2 separate regions of the Neogale vison genome follow, and region 2 is linked to region 1. The links are chromatin contacts, called in public Hi-C maps. All regions are on one chromosome and are shown on one strand. Each heading gives the region's core, a stretch centred on a gene start, on an enhancer-like site or on the middle of the called end of the contact. The rest is flanking DNA. Distances are from core to core; before and after follow the strand shown.

What was found. A called contact is a pair of places that touch in the nucleus more often than the background predicts.
Region 2: a Hi-C map of fibroblasts shows a contact between it and region 1, with 8 times the contacts expected there. The contact joins the promoter of GJA1 here to the enhancer-like site in region 1. A contact is called at or near these places in 2 of 3 Hi-C or Micro-C datasets (fibroblasts and muscle).

What each region holds. Positions count from the first base shown.
Region 1 is chr1:78,520,756-78,524,356 of ASM_NN_V1, reverse strand. No RefSeq gene overlaps it. Among named protein-coding and RNA genes, the nearest start is that of HSF2, 430 kb to the right of the region's middle. Within about 2 kb of position 1,701, the one cell type or tissue checked has open chromatin away from gene starts, as enhancers often do. A contact at or near this core is called in fibroblasts, where this site is marked.
Region 2 is chr1:78,977,990-78,981,510 of ASM_NN_V1, reverse strand. It overlaps GJA1 (gap junction alpha-1 protein), which reads left to right and starts at 1,485. Exons shown (of 2, transcript XM_044249718.1): 1 at 1,485-1,681.

The DNA.
Region 1 (3,601 bases), core at 452-2,951:
GGATCTGAAATAAATCTCCTCTTAAGTTTCTAAAATTTCATGTCGTTCTTTTCCTTCATCACTCAACCTTGAATTTGGAAAACCATATTTTATATTAATAGTCTTACAGAGTGACTGTCAGAAGTTTGTGTCAGAAGTAGTCCACATCACCTTAATTCTCCTGGCCTTTTTCAAATTTTTTTTTTTTTTTTTGCATGAAGAGATGAGTTCCAACTGTACATTTTTTATCCGTTGTCAACTTTCCATTGACCAACAGTTCATTTTCCCATTTAATAAATCACTTCCACTCTGTTACACAGTGGGAAATTTCCTGGTACACTTCCAGCATCACTGAAACTAGTTTGGTGTTTTCGGCTTCTCCCTGAATATCTGAATGAGGATATTAGAGAACCTGCAAAGTCTCTGTATGCTGAACATGGGAACATCACACAGCTTGTCAGCTTCCCAGAGAGCCAAATAAAAGCAAACTGCAGTTGAAGGAAAAGTATTCTGCTAGCCAGAAGGAAAGATGAGCATATCTAAGTTACACATTCCAGTCCCAAAGACAAGGGTCGTCTATATATGTATGTACATACATAACATAGAATATCAATAATAAACTATTCATAAAAATTCCAAAGCTTTTTTTCTTAATTTTCTCTCTCTGGAATAGAATATATAATCACACTAGATATTCTATTGTCTTGGAGCTCTTATTTGCCTTAACTCCATTTTATAAAGTATTATTTTATGCACCAGGCATAGTGAGAAGGGTTGATAAAAGCACAGAGTAGAATAAGATCCTAAGCCAAGAAAAAGTAAGTAATAAACAAATAGTTAACTTAAAAGACTTCTTCTCAAGGCTTCTCTTAGATGAACAAATAAATCTAGTTTAGCAGGGCATAATGCTATTGCTATGTATTTTTGGCTCTTTGGCTATAATGCTTGTAGGGGAAATTTTTCCTATTAGTAATTTTAGGAATAATACCAGTAAACAAATAATCATCGAATAACATTTATTGAGCACTTAATCCGTTCCAGGCACTGTTCTAAGTGCTTAACACATGTTGTCTAATTGCAATGATTGTAACACAGAGAAAGATGTTTAAATAACTCTGCTAGAAGTCACACAACCAGACAGTGGCACAGCTGGAATTGAAAACCACTCTGCCTGACTACAAAGGCCCGTGTTCTTAAAAATTATCTAACTCTGACTTCATTCTTGGTGCTCAGTGAGTAATAACACAGGCTGTTTGCTCTATAGCCTTAGACAATGAGGGGATATAATAGGAAAGAATAAAATTATAAAACATTATCCTACTCTGTTTCAATGGTAAAGCAAATGAGTCACCACAAGACAGAAAAATCACTTCTTCATATATGTATATATAATTTCATTGTGAACCTATAAGAAGTCTCATTTTTTGTCAATATGCCATCCAAAGACTGAATTGAGAGCACTGTACCTTCTTAGAGCTCTATCCAGGAAAGGATAAGAAAGTTTTTATGTTTTTTCCCCCTAAATGGCAAAAAGCCCAGACTTTTTTGTTATCGTTCCATGGTAAACATTTGTCTCTGCAGTCACCCAGATTCATGATTCATTTGTTAGGGGCTTGGTAGGCACATTTTGGCCAGGAGCCGGCCATGTGCCCAAGTCAGGACTTGAGTGAGTTCTGTTCACAGGAAGTCTCCTTTTGACCATACAAGAGCATGTGCATGAATTTTTAACCAGAAGCAGCTTAGCAATAAGATAGGTATGCAGCACAGGAAAGGCCTAAGGAGGCACCTCGCCCATGAATTACCGCAGCAGCCACACTTAGCACTGAGCTTTGTTGACTCTAAACTGCAGTTACACAGCGGGAACACTGTAGATAGACTGTTTGATTGGGCCTCTCTCCGTGTTGGGTAGGAGGGAACTGTGACAGCTTTCAGACCCGGCACAGGAACATATATGGAGCAAGTCTAGAATTGTTGTGCCACGTGACAACTCTGTGTTTACTTTGTTTTGTTCTGATTCATAATGGCCTTTTGAGTCCTACAACCTCACTATTTAAAATTCATTGACACCGAATCTAAAAATCTACATATCCACACTGCTGTCCTCCCACCCCGCCTTCACGTTGAAATGCCAGCCCCTGCCTCCCAGCGAGCCATTTGGCAGAGCTACTCTATGAAACTTGGAAACTAGCTGAGAACATAAATGTAGGGAAAGTGGAGGCTATAAGATAAAAGGATCAGCTAGAGCTAAAGCTATCTCTTTACTTCTTTACTTTCTCTGTCTCTTATTTCATTTATTCTTTCCATGAATGATTATTCAGTGTCTTTCTTCTATGTGCTAGGCGCTGCAGTAGGGACAATTGGGGAGGGAGATAATTTTGAGCCGAGTACTTTGGGAGGTAGGTGGATGTAGGGTAGTGTGACAACGAGCATAGTTTAAAAAAGCAAATGAGTATAGCATATTCAAAAAACTGATCAACAAGCAATATTCAGATGAAGAGGAACAAATACAAAGTCAAAGAGTCCCAGTGTACATTGCCTATGCCCAAATTTCATCCACAGTCAGCCCTATAGACAGGAAAGAAGTAAATGTGTGTTCTCTGCCTTCTTCCTCCATGTACTCAGAGCACTGTGTCAAATATAATAACCACGATTCAACTTAATTATACATTCAGTGGTTTCAGGTGGGAGGAGGCTATAATTTGAAATATTTTTCTGTGAGAAATTATGTTTAAGAGCCAAACCATTTACAAGCAAATTTGGGGGGCTATATGTACCTACACAGAATCATGTTTTTTCCCTTTACAGAACTTAATATGTCATGTAACTTTATTTATAACTACATAATTATTTAGAGTTTAACTACTTATATAAAGGCAAGCCGAATATGTAGTAAAATTTCCTTATTCACAGTAAAAGTTTCAAGGTATACTTATAGCCAATATTTTTCCACCTATAATAGACACAAAGTGAGTTTTTTTGGTGTTTGGTTTTTTTAAGTATGATGTTTTTATACTAAATATTTGCTAATAACATATTAATTATACACTTAAAGTGTTTCCCTCTTGAGTTTGAACTTGTGGTAGAATTCATTTTCAAACCTTAAAAATTTAGAATTTATCTAATTCTTCCTTAGGTAAAGTTTTCAAAACAGTGACAGGAATGATTTTCTCAACTTTGCACCAATATCATTCCAACTAATAGCACATACTCAAATTCTTGGGAGTAATTTAAAATAATTTGCTAAGAGATCAGCTTAACTGAGGAGAAATATTGCTAAATATGAGGTTGCTGTGCTATGACACAGGCACATTTTTGCTACATTTTTTTCTCCAAAAATTTCTCATACCTAAATATTTCAGCAGATTTAATTATTTTTTAGGAATTATATTTAGAGACATTTCAGTTATGAACTCCATCCTTAGTTTTTATGGGACCCGAATCTATAAAGATAAATCAGAGTATTAATATCTGAATTAAAATTGTCAGATATCTCTGGCAACAAAACTGCTGATTTGAAATATCTGTTGTGACTTTGGTGTATTTAGTCATAAGGTTGATTATAAAATGTTATATAACATTTCACAAAATATTATAGAGTTCATTTAGGGTCACTTATGGTTTC
Region 2 (3,521 bases), core at 236-2,735, 460 kb before region 1:
GATAGGATGATATATATACAAAACCAAAACAATATTCACGGGTTGCTGAGCTTGGAGATATGAAAGTCAGATTATAATTTCTATTTCTTTATTCACCTTCTTTGACTTTAAAGAGAAATGTACCCTTGAAATAGTATAGCCGAGCAACTGAGAGCAAAATTGGTCTTAAAATAACAACATTTCAAAAGGTGTTTCATAATCATTTTAATGAAAGTATATTTAGGGAAAGCCATCTGTCAGGAAATATTTGCCATCTCCTTTTTCTTGGTACTTGTATTAGTGTGAAAAGAGTGAGGAATATTCAAGCTAGATGAGTTTGCTTTGTTTCCAGAAAATAAGGGCCAAGACATTTCCCTGCCCAACTTCAGGAGCATCACTGAAGCCTCTTTATGGGGAATTGCCCTACCACAGCCCTCTGGTATGGCATCTAGGGAGTCCTCAAAGGAGCTACCCACTCTAAGAATGAGGCAACATGACTCAAGCCATTATAAACCCTAATGCAAAGAGCTAAAGAGAGAAGTGAAGGAAAATTACATAAATAAAATTTATATGCACGGTTCTGTCACTGGTCAGAAAACTCTGCAGTTGGTTTTGGAGATGGAGATAGTCACCAGGAGGGTCAATAGTTTTTGGGACCCACTTAACGCAAACATACATGTGGGTATTTCATTAAAAACAAAAAACAAAAAGAAACCCTGATATTCACTGCAAACGCATTATTTTTTAATGCATTGCCATGAATGGAACAGAGATACTATAAATTTTTAGTTCCTCAAAGATTTGGTAGAGGTCAGATACCATGATCTCAAAGTCAAAACTTTTATATATAATACATGTGTAAATGTAAATCTAGTTTTTGCTAAACTGAAGGAAAGAGTAAAAATTCAAAGCAGTCAGGGGGGTTGAACGGTAGGTTTGGGATGGGCATACCATCACATAAATTCATTTTTGCAATGTCTTTCTCCCATCCCACTGGTTCCTTTGTTAATTGTCCCTACTTAAATCAAGAGGAAAGGAATTAGATCATCAAATAACTCACACCTACCTTTAGCTTCACACACGTTGGCCCATATGAAACAAGTTTGCACTGGCTAAACTCTGTTCCACCATTTTTATTTACTGCAACATGAAATATGCAATATATATAATTTAGGAAAAGATTATAATATTATAAAATACAGAACTTTTTATTATCCCCGGACTTTTGGTGAAACAATCACTAACTAAAACCAATAATTGCTATCTATAAAGAGTAAATACAAGTAATGGCATTCACGTCTCTAATGCTATTCCATTTTTCTGGTCAGCAAATTTCAACTACAACTTGATCTCAACCTGGCTATTCCTCTGTGGTCTTTCTCCCCCACTTTTCCACGTTCACCGGCCTCCTCTCCACTCTCCTCCCCGCCTTTCCTCTGCCCCTCCCCTTCCCCAGCCCCTCCTCCTTGTTGAGTCAGTGGCTTGAAACTTTTAAAAGCTCTGTGCTCCAATTAGGAAAAAGCTTTTACGAGGTATCAGCACTTTTCTTTCATTAGGGGGAAGGAGTGAAGAAAGTACCAAACAGCAGCAGACTTTTAAACTTTAAATAGACAGGTCTGAGTGCCTGAACTTGCTTTTTCATTTTACTTCATCCTCCAAGGAGTTCAATCACTTGGCGTGCCTACTTCTTTTAAGAGAAAGAGTAAGTTAAAAAAAGAACAAAACAAACTTTACCTATTCGTTTCTTTTTCTACACGTAAAAGTTTTCTAAAGTTTTAAAATGTTTTAACTGTAGCTTTGATATGATACTGTAAGTAGAATGATGTACTTAAAAATGTGTCTCTAGTTTTAAATTTCAAATTGAACTTTCAGTACTTTCTTAACTGTTGAAAAGTTTCTAACAGGAATGCAACAGGTAAAATAAGATCCAGACCTTTCCGATTAGAATAAAGCACCAGTTTACTGGCTATTTGGTTCTTCATTTTAGAGTATAATTTTACTTTTTCTGGTAATGGATAATAGCCTAGGTGTTTTGTGACTGGGGTGGGGGGACGGTTGGGGCCTGGGTTGGGAATTTGACTGACAACATCACAAAAATCAAAGTGCAAATTTGCTTAGCTTGCTTGCTATAGAATTCTACTCTTCTTGCTTTTTCATATGTAAATCCTGATTGATGTTCTATAGCCCGGCCAAGCAAACTTCTTAACAAAGTGCTTTGTTAAGACCTTGCGGTTACTTGACTTCCACGTGGTTCCTTCCTAGAATTTTCCCCCAGTAAACAAAAAGATAAAAAATCAGAGTTGTAATACTGAGGTTTTTAAAGCAACAGTAAGTAGTTATTTTGTTAGCAACCACTATGGAAACACGAGACCCTCAGGAGAGCCACCTTTTTTACTCGACCACGTTGGCGACTCAGCAGATGAATCCCTTGAATGGGTGGCGGTTACTTACAAAGCATTAGAAGGGAAGAAGAGACGTTTAGAACAAAAGTGAATGCCAGGGTGCGTTTCCAAAACCGCCTCCTAAGACTGAAACTCTTAGAAAGAATATGGAACAAAATTTCTTAAGCGGAGCCTTAGAGCGAGCTAGCCTCCCCCCTCCGCCCTGCGACCCCTCTTAACGCCTGTCCGAACCTGTAACAGACTTCAGAACTGTAGGGCAACTTTGGGTTGGAGTTGCTTGGGTGCTGCTTGTGCAGTGATTACATTGATTTGTTATTTTAAAGTGTTCAGTTTCTTAAATGCTCCTGTTGGTAACGTTCATTCTGTTAGCCAGAAAAGCAGCCGTGCATTTTCGTGCCCGTTAAGGATTTTATCTGTTCACACTTCACAGGCCAAAGTAATTAGTTTAAATTCTTGGTGCGAGCCTGAGGTTTGAAGTATTTGCACCGGCGAATGCTGAAAAGCAAATAAAAATGAAAGCTTAGGCGGAGGCGGGGGGGGGCGGGGGGGCTCCGGGCGCCTCTGCCATCTTAGCATCTGTCGGGCTCGCCGGGGACTCCTGCGCTGCCCGAGCCCCGGGGTTTGTTGAGGTTTTGCTACGTTTCCCTGAAATCCTTAACCAGCCAAATCGGGCTCAGGTCCGCGGGAGCCACTGGAAAGGAAGGGGAGGGGGAGAGGAGCAGGGGCGGATGGACTGCGTGCCAAATGGCTAAAGAGCAGACGATTAATTAAATTAAACGTGTCCATCTAATTTACCTTCTCTTCCCCCCTCTTTTTTTCTCTTAAACTTGCTGCATCCTACTGTGTAAACTTTGGTAAGGCAATCTGAGTCCTTTAGGAATTACCGTGCTTATTTATATTGCACTTGTAACTCTCTTAGAAGTTCTCGAAACTTCCCAAGAATGGGGGTGGGGAGCTCCGGGGGGGGGGGGTGCCTGCCTGTAATGAAATGAGGAAAGAGCTAATGACGTGTCCAAAGGCAGATCGGTAGAGAATTCGGAAACTCAAACCTTGAGTTCCGAGCAGCGGATTGCTCACACTAACGTCTTAAGTATCCCAACGTTTGCTGAGCGTCTCTGAGAGTTTATCATAATCTCCCCG